4 separate regions of the Sus scrofa genome follow, and all the other regions are linked to region 1. The links are chromatin contacts, called in public Hi-C and HiChIP or PLAC-seq maps. All regions are on one chromosome and are shown on one strand. The core of a region is the stretch at or near the end of the contact, and the rest is flanking DNA. Distances in the headings are between cores, read along the strand shown. Region 1 holds the start of TTC9C (tetratricopeptide repeat protein 9C). Region 2 holds the start of TUT1 (speckle targeted PIP5K1A-regulated poly(A) polymerase). Region 3 holds the start of SLC3A2 (4F2 cell-surface antigen heavy chain). Region 4 holds the start of NXF1 (nuclear RNA export factor 1).

What was found. Hi-C and Micro-C count contacts between places; a contact is called where the count stands out from the background. HiChIP or PLAC-seq counts read pairs in DNA pulled down with a chosen protein or histone mark.
Region 2: a Hi-C map of liver shows a contact between it and region 1, with 4 times the contacts expected there. The contact joins the promoter of TUT1 here to the promoter of TTC9C in region 1. A contact is called at or near these places in 2 of 5 promoter capture datasets (fetal skeletal muscle and liver), 4 of 47 Hi-C or Micro-C datasets (heart right ventricle, liver and skeletal muscle) and 2 of 2 datasets of contacts at active chromatin or transcription factors (alveolar macrophages and skeletal muscle).
Region 3: a contact with region 1 is called in a Hi-C map of liver, with 5 times the contacts expected there. The contact joins the promoter of SLC3A2 here to the promoter of TTC9C in region 1. A contact is called at or near these places in 5 of 5 promoter capture datasets (fetal liver, fetal skeletal muscle, liver and 1 more), 35 of 47 Hi-C or Micro-C datasets (adipose tissue, alveolar macrophages, blood and 16 more) and 2 of 2 datasets of contacts at active chromatin or transcription factors (alveolar macrophages and skeletal muscle).
Region 4: an H3K27ac HiChIP or PLAC-seq map of alveolar macrophages shows a contact between it and region 1. The contact joins the promoter of NXF1 here to the promoter of TTC9C in region 1. A contact is called at or near these places in 1 of 5 promoter capture datasets (liver), 3 of 47 Hi-C or Micro-C datasets (alveolar macrophages, epiblast stem cells and liver) and 2 of 2 datasets of contacts at active chromatin or transcription factors (alveolar macrophages and skeletal muscle).

Annotation. Positions count from the first base shown.
Region 1 is chr2:9,033,017-9,035,931 of Sscrofa11.1, forward strand. It overlaps TTC9C (tetratricopeptide repeat protein 9C), which reads right to left and starts at 1,542. Exons shown (of 4, transcript XM_005660786.3): 1 at 1,272-1,542; 2 at 1-427. The coding sequence starts at 232. It overlaps HNRNPUL2 (heterogeneous nuclear ribonucleoprotein U-like protein 2), which reads left to right and starts at 1,653. Exons shown (of 15, transcript XM_005660783.3): 1 at 1,653-2,515. The coding sequence starts at 1,975.
Region 2 is chr2:9,147,198-9,150,112 of Sscrofa11.1, forward strand. It overlaps TUT1 (speckle targeted PIP5K1A-regulated poly(A) polymerase), which reads left to right and starts at 1,366. Exons shown (of 10, transcript XM_005660796.3): 1 at 1,366-1,531. The coding sequence starts at 1,450.
Region 3 is chr2:8,917,662-8,920,576 of Sscrofa11.1, forward strand. SLC3A2 (4F2 cell-surface antigen heavy chain) reads right to left here and starts at 1,409. Exons shown (of 11, transcript XM_003353809.4): 1 at 1,124-1,409. The coding sequence starts at 1,235. It overlaps LOC100627892 (a long non-coding RNA gene), which reads left to right and starts at 1,569. Exons shown (of 9, transcript XR_002341464.1): 1 at 1,569-1,676; 2 at 2,001-2,050; 3 at 2,313-2,399; 4 at 2,628-2,675.
Region 4 is chr2:8,968,574-8,971,488 of Sscrofa11.1, forward strand. NXF1 (nuclear RNA export factor 1) reads left to right here and starts at 1,385. Exons shown (of 21, transcript NM_001243350.1): 1 at 1,385-1,522. The coding sequence starts at 1,495.

The DNA of each region.
Region 1 (2,915 bases), core at 292-2,791:
GGTTGTTGTAGCAGTCTGTCTGGGTAGTATGCAGTACGTTTTCTTGTTCAGGTGTGAGGGCCGGGCCTTGAGGTCCTAGATTAGGAATCGGGGAGGGCATACTTGGATCCAGACCCCGCAGCTGAAGCAGAGCTCGATGGTATCCACTCACAGCATCCCGGTATTTCCCTTCCCGGTAACATTGGTTCCCCTTCTCCTTGTATAGCTGGGCCTCCTGCAGGCGCTTCTCCATAACTTTGTCACCCCGTGCTCTTGCGGAATGGGGAAGCAATTCCGAAGCTGTGGGGATAGGCGCGAAATAACCGATTTTGGTAGCCGACTTGAAGAAGCAGGAAACTATCCTTCTCCCGGAGGCCTCTCAGGGAATGAGGTTTGCTTGATTCTACTGCAGCCTCTTCCTCTCTTCTCTGCAGGTATTTTTCAATCTCTAGAAATGAAGGACAGGGAGAGGATGTGGAAATAGTAAAGCCACAGATAAATTGATTTCCTAAAGAGGTGATTCCGGGACGAAGTGATTGCATGAATTAGCGAAAGCCATACTAAGGAATTGTGGCCAGCGTGGGAACGCCGGCGGAATTTACTTCCTCCTTTCCTTTGAACAACCGCCCCCCGACCTGGAAGTGGAAGGGAGTGGGCGGGGACAACTCCTAAAAGAGGTCTAGGGGGCTTGCCTCCCTCCCAGCTCTTTGTTTGCACCAGCAGCTGTTGGCCTCTGGGCCAAGAGTTGGGGAACCAAGGTGAATGCGGTCAGTGCACCGTAACCACAAGCCAACGGTGACGCGGCCGCAGCGCCGCTCAGCTGCAAGTGCCCCAGGTCCCGCGGCCAGCCTCTCGCTCCTTACAAATGGCCGAGCCCAAAGTCTCTCCTGCCCCCCCACGCCCTGAGCTTCGGTTTACGATCCCGGAGCACGGAGAGGACAGGGTCTGGTCTCCGGATAGTTTGTGTGTAAAGGTCGCGCGCGTTGCGCCATGCCGTCCAATCAGGAGCAGCCTCGGAAAAGTAATCCTGCATAAACGACTCCGCCTCCCCAGCCTCCCTGGCCGACCAACCCGAGGGTGTGTGTGGGGGGAAATCTCCCGTCAGCTTCGCCAATTGAAAAAAAAGCTGAACGATCACGGATGACCAATCAGAATTGCAGATGACGATTCAAGTTGGCCAATAAAGCGAGGCGAGGGTGTCTGTTGCTAGGTAGAAGTTTAAGAGTTGAAATAAGACGAGGGCCCGAGGTTACTGTATTCCTCGGTTTTGGAGAGCCCTTGCGTTGACTAACCAGAAACATAATTGCTAGTAGGAGTTCACGTTGCAAGAGCTTCCCTGCTTCCCTTCTGCCTTTTCTTCCTTTGTCTCAAGAAGTGGCTGCACATATAGACAGTAGGACACAGACTAAAGAACAAGCACTACGACGACAGTGTGATCGGGTCAGACGCGAGTAAGGGTGGCGACAGGGTGTGAGGGCCATGTGGCGAGGGAGCTCCCACCCACTGCGCGGAGCCCGGGGCTCAAAGTACGGAGAGACCGGTGGGCACACGCCTGAGTGCTACGAAGCACTTGAGCCAAAGCCAACCTTTCCCGACTCCGGCTCCGGTGAGGCTGCGCTGTGAAGACACCGGCGGCGATTGGCTCAGGGGTGAGAGGGGGCGGGAGGTAAAGGAGAAGGGAAGTCTGTGGTTCTCCGCGCGCGCCCACCCGCCGGAGGGGAACCGAGGGGGCTGGAAAGGAAGCAGCTTCCTGCTGCGTTGTTTTGGGCTCCGAGGGCTGTAAAGGGGAGGGAGCAGACGGAAGAAACAAACACTACATAGCGGAGGCTGCGCGAGGTCCTCGCTGCCTGCGTGCGTACGTGCGTGCGCTCGCCCGCGCGGGCTCAGTGCTGGCGCGTGAGGCGGAGGCGGGCGGCGGCGGCGCCTGCGCGGTCGGGCTCGGTCGACGGTTCGCAGGGGAGGAGGCGGCGGGAGGCGGAGGAGGCGGCGGCGGCGATGGAGGTGAAGCGGCTGAAAGTGACCGAGCTGCGGTCGGAGCTGCAGCGGCGGGGCCTGGACTCGCGCGGCCTCAAGGTGGATCTGGCGCAGCGGCTGCAGGAGGCGCTTGACGCCGAGATGCTTGAGGACGAGGCCGGCGGTGGCGGGGCCGGGCCCGGTGGGGCCTGCAAGGCGGAGCCTCGGCCTGTGGCCGCGTCGGGCGGCGGCCCGGGCGGGGACGAGGAGGAGGACGAAGAGGAGGAGGAGGAGGACGAGGAGGCGCTGCTTGAGGACGAGGACGAAGAGCCACCCCCTGCCCAGGCCTCGGACGAGGCCGCGCAGCCGCCGCCGGAGCCCCCGGAGGCCGCAGCCACAGAGGCCGTGGCCGAGTCCGATGCTTCCGAGAAACCAGCGGAGGAGGCCACGGCCGGGTCAGGTGGGGTAAATGGTGGCGAAGAGCAGGGCACCGTCAAGGGGGAGGAAGAGGAACCGGAGGAGCGGAGCGGGGACGAGACGCCGGGATCCGAGGCGCCGGCTGACAAGGCCGCGGAGGAACAGGGTGAGGAGCTGGCAGCGGAGCCCGGCTCCAACCTGCCGGGTGCGCCCCTGACCCAGCACCAAGCCTGGCACAGCGGGGTCCAATTCCCATCGCCTTTTGGTGGGACTCCCCCGGGGAGGTGGCTTTCATTCTCTCAGCCCACCTTTCTGGGGGGCTTGGCTACCTCTTGGGGCTCCTCTCTCTGCAGGAGGGAGGTTCCTGCCTGACTTGGTTGCTTGGTGGTAGTGGATGCAAGTAAGAGGTTTTGCATGCGAACTGTTTACGAGCTACCTGTGGAGCAGCCTCCCGCGGCGCTGGTTATCTTTTCTAAACCGAGTGTGCGCCGAGGAATTGTTGATTACACGGACAGCCAGACCGACTGTTGGAGGCTTCGGCCTTTGGGCTACCTAACTATTGATTT
Region 2 (2,915 bases), core at 116-2,615, 110 kb after region 1:
AGAGTATCATCTTGGCTGAGATTCACTCAAACCCGTTGAGATGAGCTGGTTCTCAGAATGACTGGTGGCTTCCATAGGAGTGTGAGTGTGTGAAGGTGCTTCTTTATTTCCCAACTTTTAAACTCCTCTCTCCCTTTTACTTGGGGAATTCTGGGAGTTGCGAGGTTGGAGCAAGATGTAGTCCACCTCGGGGGGTGATGTAGGGTCATACCACCTAATGCTGGTGTATTCGCACAGACTGCTGTTGCAAGATCTCCAAGGCCAGCAACTGCTTTGATATTGGGGTCCACTCTAGTGCCATTTCCTCCCTTTTTAGGTTTGGGAGACAGATGAGACGCCTGAGCTAGTCCCGACAGGAGGAGCACCTCAGGAGAGAGAACAACAAATTAAATCTATTGTGTGCTCCTTGAGCACTTTCTTTAGAGATGAGAAACAACCTCAGCATTTGTGACTTGCTCAAGGCTAAAGACCTGGAGATGTTTACCTTAGGTCCTCTTTACACAGTCCAAAGTTGTGGGTTGGTCAACAACAGCAAGAGTTGCCTAGCCCAGTTGAGAGGCCCCTCCATCTCGTCCCTGTCCCAAGGGTGTCCCCAGCTCCCTTACTCTCCCTGGCCTGAGCAGCACCTCCGGAGTTTGGGAGGAATTGACCACTGTAACAGTCTGGAGGAGGCCAGCACCCTCCAATGTCTTTACTCAGTTGCCACCGTAGTAGTTTCTGCCGCATGCCTTGAAGTGGGCCGGTGGCTCTGGCGCCTGATGAATACACTCCATGCAGCCCGCTGTCGCGGAATAAAGGCCATCTGGCTGTGGCCCCCCTGAAGTCCAAAAGGTGTCCGGTGTGGTTAGGGCTCCCGGCCAGGGCTGGGAAGCCGTCGCAGAACACACTTTCTGGGAGAAGACCGACAGCAGAGGAAAAGAGTAACAGCCCGAGGAGGTTGAGAGCTTAGGGACAGCCAGGGTATCCTGGAGATGAAGGATCCGCCTTTATTCACCAGGTAAATAGGGGGTTGCGGATACAGTCTCGTGGTCTCTACTGCCTCTCGAAGGGAGGGTACAGCCTGCCCACCACCACACAGCAAGGAAACTGCCGGCTGTCAAGGATCGGACCCCGCAAGAAACTGCGCCAACCTTTGCGGCTGCTTTCTGAGTATTCAGGATCTTTGGGCCAATCAACGCCTGATCAGCTCAGAGCACACCAATCGGCTTACCGCGTGCAGTTACGCATCGTAGACGATTTCCCTAAAGCGGGCCGAAACTTAACTCAGGCTGGAAACGGAACCTGAGTGGAAAGCGCTCGGGTTTCGGAGGAGTGTGCCGCGGGATTGGCCGGGGCTACGTCACTTCCTATCGGACGGGCGGAAGTCGCTTCCGAGCGCGTTGCAATTTGTAGGAGTGAGTTCCGGTCGTGACCGAAGTGGCTGCATTTTGTTAGTTCCAGAGAGTGGCGATGGCTGCGGTGGATTCTGATGTCGAACCGCTGCCTCGTGGGGGTTTCCGCTGCCGCCTCTGCCACGTCGTTACAGCCAACCGTAAGCGGTGGCTAGTAAGGGGGGGTGGTCGTGGACTTCAGTCTCTGGGTCCTGGCGAAAGTTAGGGTTATAGGTCATGATTTTTGCCAAATTGATTGGTAGGATCTCACCTCGGTTTTCACTCCACAGTCAAGGGGTTACAGAGTGGAGAAGGGTCCCACTACCTGACCCCTCAACTTCCCTGTATGCGAAATCTCCACGACGGAAATTTCGTTATTTTGTTCATTCTTTAACTGTCATTTATTGGACATCCCCTTTGTGCCAGGTGCTCCGCTGTGCTCTAGGGCGGGAAAAGGGGACATAGAGATGAAGGAGCTCACTCTCTAGAGATGGAGACAATTTCAGTGCTCTATAGATGTGTTTGGAAGGCTGCGGGCTCACAGACATGGCAGTAATTAAGTGAGGGAGTTTTCCAAAGGCAGAGATGGGTGCAGTAGCCTGGTATGAATGGAACGTGGGTTTGGAAAAGGAGACAAGGTGCTTTTTATGACAGCGCAAGGGGCTCAATGAAGTCTCAGATTCCACTTGTGAGGTGGAATCATAATCTCCCCTAAACGTGAGCTTCCATTCATCTTTTTCTTTGTGAATGGCGCTACCACTGCCCAGGAGGGCAAGTCAGAAATCCAGGATAGTCTTCCTGAATTTCAAATATACATCGCTGACATCAAGCAGCTAATTCCAAATGTAATAAAAGTAAAAATAGCAGCTAAGTTTTCCCCCATTCACCATGTACCAGACTCTTGGCCAAGTGCTACATATGAATAATATCTATGTGATAGGTACTTTTATCTCCATTTTATATCTGAGGAGTACGCACAGCAAGGTTAAGCAACTTGCCCAAGATCTCAGAGGTGGGATTCAATTTTGGGTAGTGTGGCTTCTGATCCTGCTCTTGTAATCTCTATACTATACCCAGAAATGATAAATGAGAAATAGTCTGGGAAGTTCCTATGGCTCTGGTTAATGAATCTGACTAGCATCCATGAGGACGCAGGTTTGATCTCTGCCCTTGCTCAGTGGGTGAAGGATTTGGCATTGGCATGACCTGTGATGGAGGTCGAAGATACGGCTGGGATCCTGTGTGGCTGTGGCTGTGGCATAGGCCAGCAGCTACAGTTCTGATGTGACCCCCGAGCCTGGAAACCCATATGACGCAGGTGCGGCCCTAAAAAGCAAAAAAAAAAAACAAAAAACAAAAAAAACCGAAAAGAAATAGTCTAGAGTTCTGATTTATTTAGTTCTTCTAAATATGATCTGGGTAAGTTACCTGTTAATTTCCAATTTCTTTTTGGTTGCTCCTGCAAGTATCTGGAAGTTCCTAGGCCAGGGATGGAATTTGGATTGCATCTGAGACCTATGCCACAACTGTCTGATCCTTAACGTC
Region 3 (2,915 bases), core at 159-2,658, 120 kb before region 1:
GGCAACGCCGGATCCCCAACCCACTGAGCAAGGCCAGGGACCGAACCCTCAACCTCATGGTTCCTAGTCAGATTCGTTAACCACTGCACCACCACGGGAACTCCAATAAGAGTTTCATAAATGATTATAAAATATACTGGTACCCTAGGTGTTTACCACTAGAAATTAATAAACTAATGCTGAGTGGCCTCAGTAACAAGAGTGTCACTGACTGGAACCACCCTGACATCAGGCTGGAGTTGGGGCTGAACGCTACACCTGCAGTCCCTCATCTATAAAATGGTATTGTGCCTTTAACCCAGCAGAGCCCTGTGAAACCTTGGCAGAGTGGACCCCCCAACTCATATTCTCTGCTTGCCTTTTTGTCCATAGAAAAACTTTAGTCAAGGGATCAATTTAATCAAGAGAAGTAAGAAATTACAGAGAAAAAGGAAAACAGTTAAGAAGACAAAATAGTTTAGCCATTCAACAAAGTCAAGAACCTTTAGCTTTTCCTCAAGGACTATAGATATTCTGAGCCATGCCCTCGGAGCTCTTTTGCAGGTGCTGAAGCCCCCACCGAGTGGAAGAAGTTAACTGTATGCTACCCCCAAGCATGGAGACCCCCCAGACCAGCTGCGACCAGAAGGTTGATGATATGATGGACTCCCATTACCTCACCACCAAAGAATCCCATAAATGTCCCCAAGCCGATCAGGCCCTGCTCCTTGAACACTGTTAAGTCTCCTCACTACCTCCTCCAGGGGGCATAGTCCTTTAGGCACTAGCCTGCTGTGCTCCCTCTTGGCCTCCCCGTTAAGGCTACTTCTGTCTCCTCCTCTATTTGGCATTGGCGTAGATGCAGCCGGTATTTTGGCAACAGATCTATCTCTGGATTTAGAGGACTAAAGAATAACCAATTCATGTAACGTGCTTAAAGCGGCAATTCAAGTGTCAGCTAATGTTAGCCCTACTATAAGCCAAGCTCCCGGAGAAGTTGGACCAGACAGTAGGGTAGAGGTGACCAGTTAGAGATATCAACGGCTGTTATGAATTTCAAGAACATCTATGGCCTGATTCACCTTCCCGAAACAGTTCCATGCAAGGGCCCTCCACTCGAGCTCAGCCCGGGGCCCAGCAGTACCTGAGTTGCCCCCCGCGCTGGGACCCTGAGCACCAGGCCCCGAGTGCTCGCTGGGCGGCTGGTGCGGAACCAAGACGACGCCGGTCGAGGGTTCGTGAGGTTCGGGGTCCATGGAATCGGACCCTGCACACAGGTTTAGGGTGTGTGGTGGCAAGGGGAGCTCAGGGAAGGGTATTGGGGCAGTCGGCTATGACCAAGACGGAGCGTCTGGACAGGATCGGCGGGAAGCTGAGAACTCGGCGTCACAGCCTCACCAGCAGCCGCAGTAAAGACCAAACCTCTCTGCAGCACGATAGGCGCGCCTGCGCAACCCCTAAGCGCATGCGCTCCTTTTTCGCGCTGCAGTTTCAGGGCGTGCACATTCAACAGCAGCCTTTGAAAATCTCCATCCACAGCCCATCAGGCACGCATGCCCTCTCCTTCTGCGCTTGCGCCTGCCTTAGTCCCGCCCCCAAATCCCGTGGACCTCTGCGCGCTGGTATTTAAGTGTCTCGCGGTGCCTCTTCGGTCTCATTTTTCCCGGGCTTTCGGTCGGCGTTTTCGTTTTCTCGCGGTAAGAAAGTCGTGACGCGAGCGTGCCCGCGCCTTGTCCTTTCTCTGTGGCACCTATTAGGCTGGTGGGGGAGGGGAGAGGAAACATGGCCTAGGTGTTGAGGCCTTAGAGCGGCAAGGGCTTTGTGAAGGACAAAATGGCGATGGCGGGCCGTGCCGACTGGCCTTTCTGTGATGAGAACATTTTCACAGACCTGTACTGAGCTCCGTGAGGATAAGGAACTCTGAGGAGACCGGCCTGGCACAGCTGACGCCGCCTTAGCTTCGGAAAACGCAGCTTTGGCGAGATAATCCGAGGTCTGACCTAAGGTTCTTTTGTCTGCAGGGTTTGGGCGCGCATCGAACTCTGAAGGGTCGGGAAGGCCTGTCGTTGGAGTAAGTGCTCGTGGCCTGGCTTTGCGCCCTTTGTTTCTGTGTTGTTGGACATGTGCAGAGGTACATCGGTGTGTGCTACAGGGATGATTTCAAGAATTGAGCTCTCTCTTACTGATGGATTAGTGGAGAAAGTAAAATTTCTGAGTAGCACCATCCGCAGCCCATGTTTCATGTTTGGGTCTTTTTGTTTCGAGTTGCTAAGACACTGCGGGGGAGAGTTAGGCTGGGGGTATAGTGAAGAATGTTCTTCGGTATTTTTCAGATGTGGTTGAGTTCCAGGGAGTGTACAGGCTGGAGGATGGGACAAGACCTATCTCTGTATCGATCAAGCACGGCGTTGGTGTTCCAGGTGGGCATACGATGCTTTATGCCATTATGGGTATGAGCACAGCGCCTGGTTGGGACTTGCTCGTTCAGGTTGCACTGGCCACTCCATGATGAACGGTAAAATGACAAGCATATGCCTGAACTCAAAAAAGTGATGTCATCTTAACTACTGAGAAGTGGGCGGGGAGTACTCGAGGCTTTTTAATGGTTGTTCTTAAGTACATTAAATGCCTCCCTTTTCTGTCTTCAGCTCATCACCAATCCTAAGGAATTCAAGTGCCTCCCAGGATGAATACAGGTAATTTTTCCAACTGGGGCATTGGGGTGGCCTCTGTTGTTCCCCACAGAGCAAATGGGCAGTGAAGCAGTGTTACCTTTTTGCTCCTTCAGTTTCTTCCTTTTGCAATGATTTTCCTGGGGAGGGAGACAGCAAGCAGCACAGTTGGTTCTGTGAGGGTGTTCTCTTCCTTCACTCATATGTCACTGTCAGATGATTTGAATTGACAATGCTGATCCTCTGTGAGGTCCAACACTTAAT
Region 4 (2,915 bases), core at 135-2,634, 65 kb before region 1:
CACTGCCCAGCATCATAACTAAAAGGGTTGGGCTGATGGCCCTGACGGGCCAGGCTCACTCACTCTGTGCACACAGCTGCCTCCCGCAGGGGGTTTCCAGGTGTAGCAGCACTTAGTTAGCATGGAAACTTCCCTTCAGAGGCCCGTAACAGGATCCCAGCCTGGGTCCCTGATTGACGGCAACTTCCAGGACCATCTCCAGAAGTATTTGGACCTGTCTCATCTGCATGCTCCAACCATTTGGCCCCAAACTTACTTGCGCTGGATGAAGTAGGAGCCCTGCCTGCTGCTAGGAGTGAAGGTGACATGAAGAATCCGTTCCCAGCTCCAGCTGAGGCTCTTGGTCCCCTTGAAGCCCCTCACCACATCCAAGCCAGTCAGAAGAATGAAGGAGTGACCTGCCTGGAACACCCACCCTCCAGGGAGGTTAATATGCTTTCTAGTCCTGACCAGGACCCAGAACCACATCATCCTGCATCACTGGAGTTCCCCCACTTCACACACCCGAAAGGAAGCTCAAGCTGTAGAGACAACAGTCACTATACACTGTGCTGGCCCCAGTACTTTGAGGGGTCCAGGAGAGCCCAGGTCTTTCCTAGCCATGGCATTTTAATATTTCCTCTCCCTTTGGCCTGTGTTCAGCGTGTGGTCAGGCTGGCCTCCTCACTGCCCAGTTGACACAAGACGTGGGTTTAGCATAGCACATCCCGGTGGGTTGGTGGGTGGGTTGGTTTGTGAAGACAGCCAAAGCCTGGCAAATGCCGTTTTTCTCTCCTTTGATTGCAACTCTCTCGGAGGGAATGCATAGATCAGTAGTTATTTCACAAATATATGTTGGGTTCCTGCTGCGTGCGTGCTAAGTATGGTATCCAGTCAGGTGCCGGAGAGAAAAAGCCGTGAATTAATCAAGCCCCTGCTCTCTAGGAGTTTACCGTTAGTTTTCTATTTCATTTTATAGGCGAGGAGACCGAGGCCTAGATCTGCAAGTGTCAAAGGGCTGAGCTGAGACTTGCCCTGGCTGGATCCTTCTAGGTGTCTATGTGCGGTCACTCCCGCTCCTAAGGGCCTGGTCTCCCACTCCTCGGAAGCCCTTCCTGTAGCCCCTCTTCCCTGTTCCTCTCGGAATCCTGGGCTGCAGTAGCCACCTCTCCGCTTCACCGCTGACCCTGGAGGTGCTCCAGCAGAGAGCTACTAGCGGCGGGGTGGATGAAAGCAGGGGGCCGGCGAACCCGCGGTAACTCGGCTTCCCAAGCTCAGGTCCTGGGCGGGGCGTGCAACGCCAAGTCCCGCCCCCGGCTAGTCCGCTCGTCGAATGCGCACGCGCGTCTCCCAGTGGTTCCGCCCATCACCGTGGGACGTCGGCTGCGCGCGACGCGCTGGCCGCATAAATGCGGCGGCATCCGGCGTAGGAGCACTTCAGCCGGGAGAGCCTGGGCGTTCGGACGTTTGCCGGTGTCGCGGGCCGCGACAGAGCCCGCCCCTGCTCGCTGCGCCATGGCGGACGAAGGGAAGTCATACAACGGTCAGTGCTGGCCCTTGGGTCGGGGAGCCGGTCGATCTTGGGCCCTGCTGGGCTGCGCCAGCCTAGGCCGCAGCGCCGGGGCGTGAGGCCGCGAGGGGCCCGGCGTCCACGGGGAACGGCGGTGGCGCGGCGCGGGCCCGGGGCGAGGCAGCCCGGGGGCCTGGGTGAGCTTGAGGGTTGGGTGCCGGGGTTGTTGACGCTGGGATCCTCCCTTTGCGGGCCCCTGCGACTCGGAGAGGTGGCTCAGTGGTGGGGTGATGAGATTCCTTTGAACTTTGTGGGTGGTTGATGCCTGTCAGTTCAATTTGGCGGCCAAACTGTTTAATGTGAGTCAGTGCCCTTCTCCTGGGCTGATGTGCCCTATTTTCTACCGCGCGTCCAGGCGATTTTGCCCCCTCCCCCACCTAACGCGTCTGTCGCTTAGGCTTAATATTTTAGATCTGCACATCAACTCGATGTTCTGGTCCAAACACTACACTGAGTTTTAGTCCAGAGCGGTGGTTAGGAGCCGAGGTTTCAATCCCGAGTTGGCTATGCCAAGCTTGAGTAACTTACACCCTCAGACTTCGTTTTCCATCTCCTTAATGAGGATAGAAACAGTACCAGCCTTCTGAGTTTGTCTCCGTGTGTGTGTGTGTTAAAACGAGATCATTCATGTCAGGTGCCTGGAGCATAGTGCCTGACACTGGAGAAGAGTGCTCAGTGAATGTTAGCAACGACTTGTGTGCATTTATTACTTTTTTCCTAGGGTAACTTCTTGAGAAACTCATATTTTTAGTTTTTTAAGGAACCTCCATACTCTTTCCCGTAGTGGCTGCACCAGTTTTCATTCCTACCAACAGCGTAGGAGGGTTGCCTTTTCTCCACATCCTCTCCAGCATTTGTTTTTGTGGACTTTTTAATGTTGGCCATTCTGATTGGTGTGAAGTGCTACCTTATTGTGGCTTTGATTTGCATTTCTCTAATAATTAGTGATGTTGAGCATCTTTTCATGTGCCTGTAGGCCATCTGTATCGTGGGTCTTTTTTTTTTTTTCTTTCTTTCTTTTTTTTGCTTTTTAGGGCCCCAGCCGAGGCATATGAAAGTTCCCACGCTAGGGGTCCAATCAGAGATGTAACTGCTGGCCTACACCACAGCCACAGCAACGCCGGATCCTTAACCCACCGAACTAGGCCAGGGGCTGAATCCGCATCCTCATGGATCCTAGTTGGGTCCGTTAACCACTGAGCCACGCAGGGAACTCCTTCATGGGTCTTTTTTAAGAAGCGCTTCCTACACACCAGGGTTCAGAGGATCATATTCTTGGAGAGGACCCTTGGTGAAGCATCCTAACTGCCACTGGAACCTGAATTCAGGAGTTGTCTCCTTAGTTAAAAGCCTTTTCTGACCAAGA